Linked DNA regions of Mus musculus: region 2 is linked to region 1. A link is a contact called in public HiCAR-type data. All regions are on one chromosome and are shown on one strand. Each heading gives the region's core, a stretch centred on a gene start, on an enhancer-like site or on the middle of the called end of the contact. The rest is flanking DNA. Distances are from core to core; before and after follow the strand shown.

Region 1 (5,110 bases), core at 1,302-3,801:
TGTATCAATTTTAACTTGAAGATTTTCATCATATGGTATATGCCAATTTTAGGTTAATATTTATGCTTAATATTTCTTAAACTTGTGGATGAAGTGTTTTTAATTAAAAACTATAGCATATAATAAGGGCTCAAATAATTTTAGATCCTGACAAGAATACATCATTATATAAGTTGAACAAGTCTTTATTACTTAACATAATTCCTTATCAATATATCTAGACTCTCCAACTATACTTATGGGAGAGTATATATCTCATTTTTCTTACTGACAAAACTCATTAAAAAGTACTTAGAGCACATAAACATATATTCCCTATAAAGAAATTGTGTTAAATAGAGTTGATTACAATTGTGAATATTTAAATCATGAAATTCACACACACACACACAATAAATTCAAACAGGATAGCTTATAAAAGTCTGGAAAGGACTGACACGAACACCCCTACAAGTTTCAGTCATTACAGTCATGAGAAACCTTGTGAGCTTCATTTCATACTGTGTCTCTCCTGCTTCTTGTTCTGACATCTACATATATTTTGATTTATCCATCTCATTTAGGTGGCTGCTTTTAATGTGCCCATTTTAATCATGAGGTTACACCGGGAAAACTCATATTTAATCTGCCCTTTGTCAACATGAGGGAGGAAGGACTCATTAGCTTCAAATACACAGCAAATAAGTCACCACGAGCAAATCTGGTCCCTGGGAAGTCTAAGGAGACTGAAGAAGCACAATGAACAGCACTGTAACAAGTTCAGGGCTGGCAGATAACTGCTCATTTTTCTGTGAATTCTTGACTGTTTTAGCTCTGCACAATGGAAGTATCTCCCTTGTCTAGTTCTTTTGCTTACCCTTAAATTATATTTAGTTTAATGTATAATGTTGAAGAAAGGGCTGTTTAAAATATTAGCTGACCTCTCTGAGAGTCCAGACAGTTTCAATAATCCTTCTAGACTCTGCCTACCCTATAGTACTCAACTAATGATGTCTGGAGCATGGGTTCTCAGTGCAACAGAAAGAGCAAATAAACACATCCTGAACAATAAAGACATCAGGAGTACATCAAATGCACCCCATGGGTGTCTCAATCCACTTAAATCTTCAAATGAGAACTTTTCATCCTCAAAAAAATAGGGAATTATTTATTAATGCGTATATACTTTTAAACATATAAAGAATCTGGGGCTTTGAAAACTATATTCGCTTTGAGCTACGTGTGTCCTTGACTTACTCTACCTATCTTTTTCAGATAAATACTAGGAGAAATCTAGAGCAAAGTCTGCCAGTGGGCACAGACTTCAGAAAGTCTTCCACTTTTACCACCTGATTTGGGCTGGACTCTCAGTGCACATACTAAGAGAACTCCACGCTGCTGCTTTCTGCCTTTGGAGAAGTGGTTACTTCTCCTGACACCCTTGCTCATGAGAGTTGGTTCTGTAGGGAGGCTTTGCGTATGATGTGATGAGCCTTTGTGGATGATGGGAATTGGGTGGAAAGTAGAAGCTACTCCGTGCTCTCTCTATGCTCAGCACATCTTCCACTAATCAAGAGCGCTTTTCCTGCTGGGTGCTGAAGGACAAGCTGTGCTTGTCAGTGAGAATAGCTGTGTGGGTTTTGTTTTCTAACATGCTTCCTACTGTCTGTACTTGTGACACAGTGATCACCTTCCACCCATATCCCCAAACTCTAAAGTGTGACAAGCTGCAAGTAGTGGGCAGATGGGAATATTCTGCTTAGCTTCACACAGAAAACTTCTCAAGAGAAGTTTCCTGTCAGTCCTTCAGCGAAGAGCCAAGAGCCAAGAAACAAACTCATTCGGAGACCCTCACCCAATCCAGCCACTTCCCCTAAGCCACCAGCCACATGGCTCGCTGCTCCATCAGACACCCACACCTCCATTCACCTTTAAGCTGCCTAAACGGAAAGATGTCACAGGATCACTTGGGGTTAGTGATCCTTTCTATTTTTAGGAGGTCCTGTTGAAAGAAGAGGTTTATAATCTTCAGCACTGTGGAGTGTGGTGGACAGAGAGCTTCATGAAGTCTCAGGAAAACATTTAGGCAGAGCTTTCCTAAGATTCCTTCCCTTTTCTATACCCGATTCTCATCCCACGCCCATCAGATAAATAAATGAAATAAATGAATTCCTTGCAAACCAAACATCACTAAAGCTCCCAAATCCATCCGTCAACTCATCCCTCCGGATATGCCCTATTAGATGAGAGACAAATAGAAAGAGAGAGAGAGAGAGAGAGAGAGAGAGAGAGAGAGAGAGAGAGAGAGAGAGAGAGAGAATGAATTACCAGAGTTTTGTTCCCGTTCTTGCTGAGAGGGCCCCGGAAAACTCCCTTGATGTTGCGAAAGTGTCCGTTGCTGAGATGCGTGGAGCTGATGACAATGTAGTAACACTCCATGGGGCAGCCGCCGCCTCTCCTCCGCAGCCGCCGCTTCCACGCACCCGCACCCTCAGCCGCAGCCGGGGCCGGGAGGGTGGGCTGGGGATCGCGGCAGGGCGAGCGGCCGGCTGTGCGCTGGCGGCGGGCACGCGGGTTCCTTATGCCCGGCTGCGGTGCGCGCCCTGCCGCCTCCGCATGCCGGCCGCGCTCGCCTAGGCTCCGGCGCAGTGCTCGCCTGGAGATAGGAACCGGGACGTGGAGCCCCTGGGGAGGATGCAGCCACAAGGGGGGCCGGGCCGGGCGGGACCGGGCGGGAGCGGTCAGAGCCCGCGCGGTAGGGCGCAGCCGGGCAGCGGGAGCCGCCCGCGCGGCAGAGGCAGCGGTCGCAGCATCCCCCGCGCCGGGCGCCCGCACTCGCAGTCGCTGCCGCTGGCAGGCATGAGTGTTATTATAGTGCGCGGCGTTGCTGGTCCATCGCACTGAGCCAATGGCAGGGAGCCACTGGGCTGATACTGAGAGCTGTCAGAGGAGTACATCTGTCACCCGCCACCTCCCCCCCGCCTCCCCCGCCGCCGGGACCCACGGCCGCGCCAGCCTGGCCACGAGTGGGAGTGCGTCGCGACCGCCAGGGGCCGGGAGGCGACGGCCGGTTACAAGTGCGAGACTCCTGCGAGGTGCGGGCGGAGGTTGGGGGGTTGGGGAGCAACGCGACCGCAGCTTCTGCTCTGCGGGTTGGAGTGCGGGCGGGGGAGCAGGGGAAATAAATAAATTAATAATTTAGTACCCAAGCCATCCGCTTCCAATTGCAGCGAATCGGGGCAGGTGCCAGGTGCCTCTGGGTTTGGCTTAGGGGAGTCTGCGCTTTGATGCATCTTTTGTATGGAATACCCCGCACCCCCGCGCCCCCCAGTTACACATATCACAAATGCTATGTGCTAAGAGCTTGGGGGAGGGGATTTGTGGCGACGAGAGTGGAAGTAGGGAGAAGGGAGAAGCAGGGACTCCTGATGGATGTGCTCCCATTCCTGGCGCTCTCCCCTCATCCACCTCCCCTGGGAGCATCAGTTCTTCCTAAATTGCCAAAGCTGAGAGGAAAAGGATGCTTTGCGGCAAAAGAAGCCGCTGCCAGGAGCTCCCATGCCAGAGAGGTGCTGAACAAAAACAGAAGCCTTCGCCCTAGAAGCGACCTGAAAGGAAAAGCTGCACACAAACTCCTGCGCTTGTCACAGAAAGTAGGGAATCCGGTCTGCGGTCTTCAGCAGAGATTCCGGTTGGATTTTAAAGGGTCAAGGCAGCCATCAGCAAGGACTGCTTCTACCCTACCCCTTCCCAGGTGATCCACTGACCTGTGTAAGTTTAGCTCCTTTGAGGTGGTGGAGTGGGAGCACCACAGATACACACACCATAGATCTGCTACTACCATAGGACTCATTAGTCGGCACTTAAAAAGATCGATACCAGGCATGGGAGTCTGGGACATGGTGCCTTCAATGGATTTACTGAAGGCTTTATTTCCCTTTTGCTTTGAAAGGCTTAATTGGTTAAAGCAGATTCCAGACATTCTGATGCCCCCTATGACAGAGAAAACTGCAGTCCGATACAAGCTGTGTTTATCTTGTTTATCCGTGGGCCAAGACTAAAATACGGTCGAGTATGTGTGCCCTATATATAGAATTTTAGGTAACAATGACAGCCTCTTCCCCATAACCCATAATATGGTACTTAAATGAGTCTGACAGTTTGATTTCACTTCTTCAAAGAAGATAGAATGGGGGAGTCTTGCTAAAAGAGGTGGCAGTCATGTGAGTGAATTATAAATTATAGGGTATAGCGGGGGAGTGTTAGATTTATATAAAAAGAAATTTTCCATGTATCATGCTTCAATTAGAAAATACTTGATGCGTATTGATTAAACCTCATTATGAAGTGTCGGTTATTTTAGAAGAAGCAGACAAAATTTCTCTGATATCCACTTGGGGGAGTCTGGAAGTCTTGGGAGAAAGAGAAGTAGAAACTCAGAAAACTTGTGTGCTGTGGGGAGGAGGTCACCCAGAAATATGTAGAACTCAGAATGAACACAATTACGCTGGAAAAATAGTCAATATTGGAAGTTAAAGGAATTTCTGACTCTCTTCACTTGAGAATTGTTTATTATTTGTTTGTTTGTTTACCAGAGCATGTAGGCTTTCTCTGCAGGCATCACTTGAGAAGGACTGAAGACTCAACTATATATTTGAAGTTTTCAAAACATTATTAGAGAGGAAAATGTACTGAGTTCCATGAAGCAGAGCAAAGATATATCTTAGGAAAGTAAAGAGACACCCATAAAAGATTGAGCCATATGTATTTAATTTTTGTAAGTACATAACTCAAAATAACGTAAGCTAGGCTAGTTTGCAAATAATTTTTACACAGAATACTTCTGTTGTGATGGTCATATCTTTGTAGCCTAGAGCTCAATGTTTAGTTCAGAAAATGAGAAACAGCTACCTGAATTGTTCCAGGGAACACTGGACAGCAGTTGTGTCAAATGTCATATTGTTCTTTTAGAGGAAGCATGCACATGTTCATTATATGTTCACCTGTACATGCATATGTGTATAGTATGGTAATATAGACACGTGTATTTATATACCATGCACACACATATACATATACAGCCATATGTACATACTTACCTAAATAGTTATGCTGTCAATATTTTTCAGTT
Region 2 (5,230 bases), core at 797-3,296, 2.4 Mb before region 1:
CTACATACACAACCAATAATTTATACTAAACACTACAGGTTGTATTAAATTTCCCATTTACAACAGCACCATGTATATCTATTATACAGGAGAATGATTGCCGGCTTGTGATCTTTCAGGCATCATCTAAAAGAACGAACCCCTTTACTTACTAAGACTCTGCTGTGTTTGAACAAATCCAATGAGTGAATCAAAAACATGTTAATGCTTTAATACTTACTGGAAATGTATGTAGCTTTGTATACACCAGTCTGTGTCTCAGAGGTCAGATATTCTTAGAAATGGATACAGGAGCATATATGATGATCATTTAGAAGTTAAAATCTAGTATTTGTTTTGCCTGAACTTTAAGCTGTAAACATCATACTTAAAAGTTCTGTCAGTATTGTCCCAGTGAGTATAAACATCTGCAAGGGGACATGATTACTCTCTACTGCTTTCCTCCTGAGCCCCTGTGCAACATGCGACTCCACATCAGAACTCTGTGGTTTCACCCAAGAATGTGTTTTACTGTTTTTCTGATTAATGAGTTATTATTTTAGGAGGCAGTAGTGATTTATAATGCTGACTTTTCACCCCATGAGCTGAAGGAAACAGCACAGGAAAATATAATTCAACAGTTCCCTATAGAAAGCAAAACTAAAGTGTCCACAAAGTAACTTCCCAGTTTATCGCCGTCTCTTAAAACTACATTGTGTAGTTCAGCTTCTTACACAGACTTTCCATTTTCAGTGATGGAGATGGTCAATTATGTCCCATATTTCTAAACGGATGCATCCTATTCTATATCCATATACAGAATTAAAGATTCTGCAATAAATCTCCTCCATGGATCAAGATAGGAAACATTTAAAAATGGCGGTGTCTTTCAGGAACACGATATCCAGAGATTCTGCACCCTGTGTCTTTAGTGCGGTTCCTCATCTGCTAGGACTTTGAGCTCCTCATCTGCTACTTGGTTGTAGTAGCTTCGCTATTCGTCTGTTCCTCCAAGGTGAAGCAGCAAGATTGTAGTAGCTAGTTAGAACTTGCCATTTTCTAAATGTTATAAAATATGTTGATTCAAAGTTTAAACAGACAAATTATATTATTTTATCCATCCTTTCCAGTTTATACGTGAGACATTTGATGCAAAGATCATGTGACTTTTAGTGCTGTCTGGCTTCAGGAGTTATGATTATTGCCAAATCTCATAATTTATCATATTATATAAAACTAACAAGTATATTTCAGGTTTATAGGCTTTTTTTCCTGATCATACGCAATGATTTCTTACTTTATGATATAATTATGTTTAGAGGGAAAACTTTTTTTTAAATTGAAGTTCATTTATTGTATGAAATTATTTCATAGTATCATGTTAAACTAAAGCCACCTTTCCTTGAAGGTTATTTTGAGGTACAACTAGTATAATGTTTAGATTATATAAAATGATATAATTATGTCAGATATTTAAAAGTATGTACAATGATTTCATACTCTATACACAGTCTGGCTTTACAGGACATACAACTCAGGAACTCCTAGAAAGGACAGCCCGAAGCCTGTTCATCTTCTCATGCAAAACTGGTTGTGGAGTTGCATCAGATATTAGTGCTCAAAATTGAGTCCGAATTAGTAATTCTGATGCTCAAAATTCCATGCACATTTAAGAAAAAAAGATGTGACTGATAAATTGTTCCTGGTTGTTCTGTGAACCTTAATTCGACACACACCCACACTCCTAACTCCTTTGATTCTTTTACACCAAGATCGCCTTCAAATCCCAGGCAGCAAGTTCTAACAGAACTCAGTCTAGGTGAAAGGCAGCCAGCTTTTGCTGGTAACAATGTGTTCATACAGCAAAGGATCTCTGTCTGTTCAGGCTGCTTCTTGCTCTTGTCAGAGTGAGAAGGGAGTTGCTGCTCCTTTCCTGGGGTAAGCTATTTGAGAAAGAAAGTAACCTAACACTAAGTGCAGGCGGGGCGGGGTGATGTAACAGGAAGCTGTGATGTTTCCCTTCTGCTGCTGATCGCTTACAATCTGACAACACTCCCCATCTACTCAGAACAAGCCCTCTCTTCGCAGCGTGCACTTCTGCCTTAGGACCGGCGGGCTCTGTTGCCTGGACCTCACGCTGCCTGCAGGACCACATTGCAAAGCTTTCCACACCTCGCCTCCGGGAAACTCTTGTGCAGTATCTCAGAAAATCAAACTCCCTCCTGAGACTATTCCCACAGAATTTCCTTAGGAGCTGTGCCAGGTAAGTGTATTATTCAAAATAAACGTATGTATTCTCAGCACTATTCTTAAGTATTATGACAATGTTTCTAACAAGAATTTAGTAAGTGGCATTGAAATAATGTTGAAACCGCTTCATTTAGTCTACAAAGGGATACTAGAGAGTCTTACTCCAGAATGCATACAAAATGTACTACTAGTGCATAAGAGTATTTACAGTGATACTTTAGAAAATAAATTTACCAATTATTAACGATGTGAGCGGGCTATAAGGCAAGTTTCTGAACAAATACCTTAATCAGGAAACAATGCCTTTTTAAAGTTAGTTGTACTACCAGCTCAAGTCCTGACAGCTGGAAAACATTTGCACCCCAGGAAGGGTCTTTAAATTTTCCACATAATCAGTATTCTAAGGAAGGGATGGCAGAAGACTATGGGGTTCCAGAGTCTTCCTGTGTGGCTGAACACAAAGTTGGATTAAGAAGAAAAGCCACCGGCTTGGACTTCTGTTTGCTTTCCGCTTCTTTTGACATTTACACCTCTAACTAGGGAACCAATGGAATTTTCATTGTTCTTTGTTGCTAGATTTGTGTAAATACCCCATTTTTGGTTTTCCTTTGTTTTTGTTGTTGTTTGTATTGGGTTTTTTTCTTTTGGGGGGGGTGTTCATGAATTGTCTCCACTGTATTAAGATCATGGGTGTCTTACAAATAAGGTAAGGGGAAAACAAAAACAAGACAAAACAAACAAACAAACAAACAAAAAACCCAACCAACAACCAACCAACCATAAACCCCACAACTGCCCAGGGTTAAGAAAATGTAGTGATTTCTACATTACTTCATGGTTTTTAAACTCTTAAGCTTAGAGTTGTGTTACTTCAATTATACTGGAAACTTGTGGGGGAAGAGTGTGAAAGGAGTCTCCATAAATACATAAACAGAGGCACGATAAGCAAGTGGATTAGCTCATTAAGCAGAGGAATTAAATTAGATTTTCAGCTATGATGCTGAGATGAAGCAGCTGCAGGTCTCTCTTGCCACAGTACAGACTGTCCTGAGAATCTAAGGAGCTAGTGCCTACTTAACAAGTGGCTGTCAGAGCGGCATCACAGGTTATTGCTAAGGAATGGGAGATATCAGTTTTGGATTAAAATTGTGCTTATTAGCATAATTTATTAAATTCTACGTTTTCTTACTTAAGTGAAATATAAGCTGCAAGATGCCTTTCAATGCTAGCATTCTGAGCTCAATTTCTAGTAGTCTGGCAAATAAACAAAATATTACAAACTCATCCTGAGTAACTCCTCAGTGATTTTTGGCTCAGTTTCCACATGTTTTTCAATGTAATTGAAACATTAATTTGTACACTTGTAATTTTTAAAAGCTTTGCGGCTGATTTATGTTTTTATTTTATTTTTATTTATACTACCGAGTTCCCTGATGTATAAAAACAGACAAGGTGAGTTTAAGATAGGACTTGTTACAAATAGTCATTAAATAACTGGAGAAAGAAGCGAAATCAGCACATTAAATAACCCAGTGTCATTCATAGGAACAGAAGTTGAAAAGCATTATTCTAAGCCAGATGATTTTCTGAAATTAAGTATTATATTAATAAACTATTGTAAATTAGTACCTCCACAAACTCTTCTGATTTTTATTGAATTAATGTTTCAAAGCATATAACCATCTTGTATGATTTATTTTAATATTCTCACCTATATTTGTAGCATCATTTAAAACAATCCTAATTACCAAAAGTTATAGCAGAAAAATGCCAGGCAATGAATATTGATGGTCATTAGGCAAAGAAATTATCTGAGTTAATAACAAGAACATTAAAATAGGAATTTGTATCCTTCTAGAGTACGTGTGGCTTTTAAAATGAGTAAACAATGTCTGAGAATCAAACCATGTTTTTATCTGCAACATCAGTTTAACTAACTAGCAATATTTCCTTGTAGCTTCAAAAAAAATCAATGGGTATAGTCTTAGGCAAGTTCTAAATACATCAATTAAAAACACAGACTTCACAATAGTCATGACCCACGTGATCCGAAATACGTCTTACCTAAAATGTTCTATTTGTAACTCGATATATTTAGATGGCTATTTGGAGCCAGTACAATAATAACATGTTATCAGTTTTATCTCTGCTTACATTTTGATAGTAACTATTTATTCAGAATTGTTTTGAAATTTTGTAGATAAATTAAGACAATCCCCTTTAGAGTATCAGAAACAAATTCACTAAACCAAAAATGCATTTCATGGTTTATGTACAACTTTGAATGAATCAAGTTAATTCTGCTTTCAGAGGTACAGTGCTGCCACCTTTTCAGAATTCAAATATAGTCCAAGAACCTAAGTTCTTGTCTTTGTTTGGGATCTAGAAAAACTTTTAAAGCATTAACGTAAATGACGTCTTACAATAGTGTTAATGGAAGACAGGAGGTCAAGACCGCAGTACAGCTTCACTCTGACTTATTCTGAATTTTAGAACTCACCACTGATGATAAGTAACTGGTACCCAACTGATGCGAGAACAAGTATTTCTCCAGGTGCAGTTTTGGAGTCCAGTCTTTGGATGAACACTAAACACACCTTTTTTTTTCTTGAATGTAATTTTTTTTAACCAAAGAAATGTACTACAGTATTAAATTATTTAAAACTCTCATTTAATATGTAAAGTGTTCTGATGCAATTGTGTAGAGATAAAACTTTGTGAAATTACAAATAAGATCTGCATCCTAGCTAGGTTTTCCAGTCATTTCCTATGAAACATTTCCATTTGTTGTCATGGAAATTCTCTTCCTGCCTAAAATCTTTCTTTAATGGCAGCTGCACAAACTCCAAGTACCCGTAGTTTGCCCATTTTAATTTTTAGGTAACTGGAGAAAGAAGTAGAAACAATACGTTAAATAACTCAACGCTTTTGTTAGTTTTAAATTTGTGTGTAATTTTGAATATATCACATCATAGTTGGATGTTAACTGGAACAATAGGTG

Evidence for each region. HiCAR-type assays count read pairs that join an accessible place to other places.
Region 2: a HiCAR-type map of astrocytes shows a contact between it and region 1, with 8 times the contacts expected there. The contact joins the promoter of Calcrl here to the promoter of Zfp804a in region 1. A contact is called at or near these places in 1 of 39 promoter capture datasets (hippocampal neurons) and 1 of 115 datasets of contacts at active chromatin or transcription factors (astrocytes).

What each region holds. Positions count from the first base shown.
Region 1 is chr2:82,051,099-82,056,208 of GRCm38.p6, reverse strand. Zfp804a (zinc finger protein 804A) reads right to left here and starts at 2,551. Exons shown (of 4, transcript NM_175513.3): 1 at 2,308-2,551. The coding sequence starts at 2,418.
Region 2 is chr2:84,422,082-84,427,311 of GRCm38.p6, reverse strand. It overlaps Calcrl (calcitonin receptor-like), which reads left to right and starts at 2,046. Exons shown (of 16, transcript NM_018782.2): 1 at 2,046-2,242.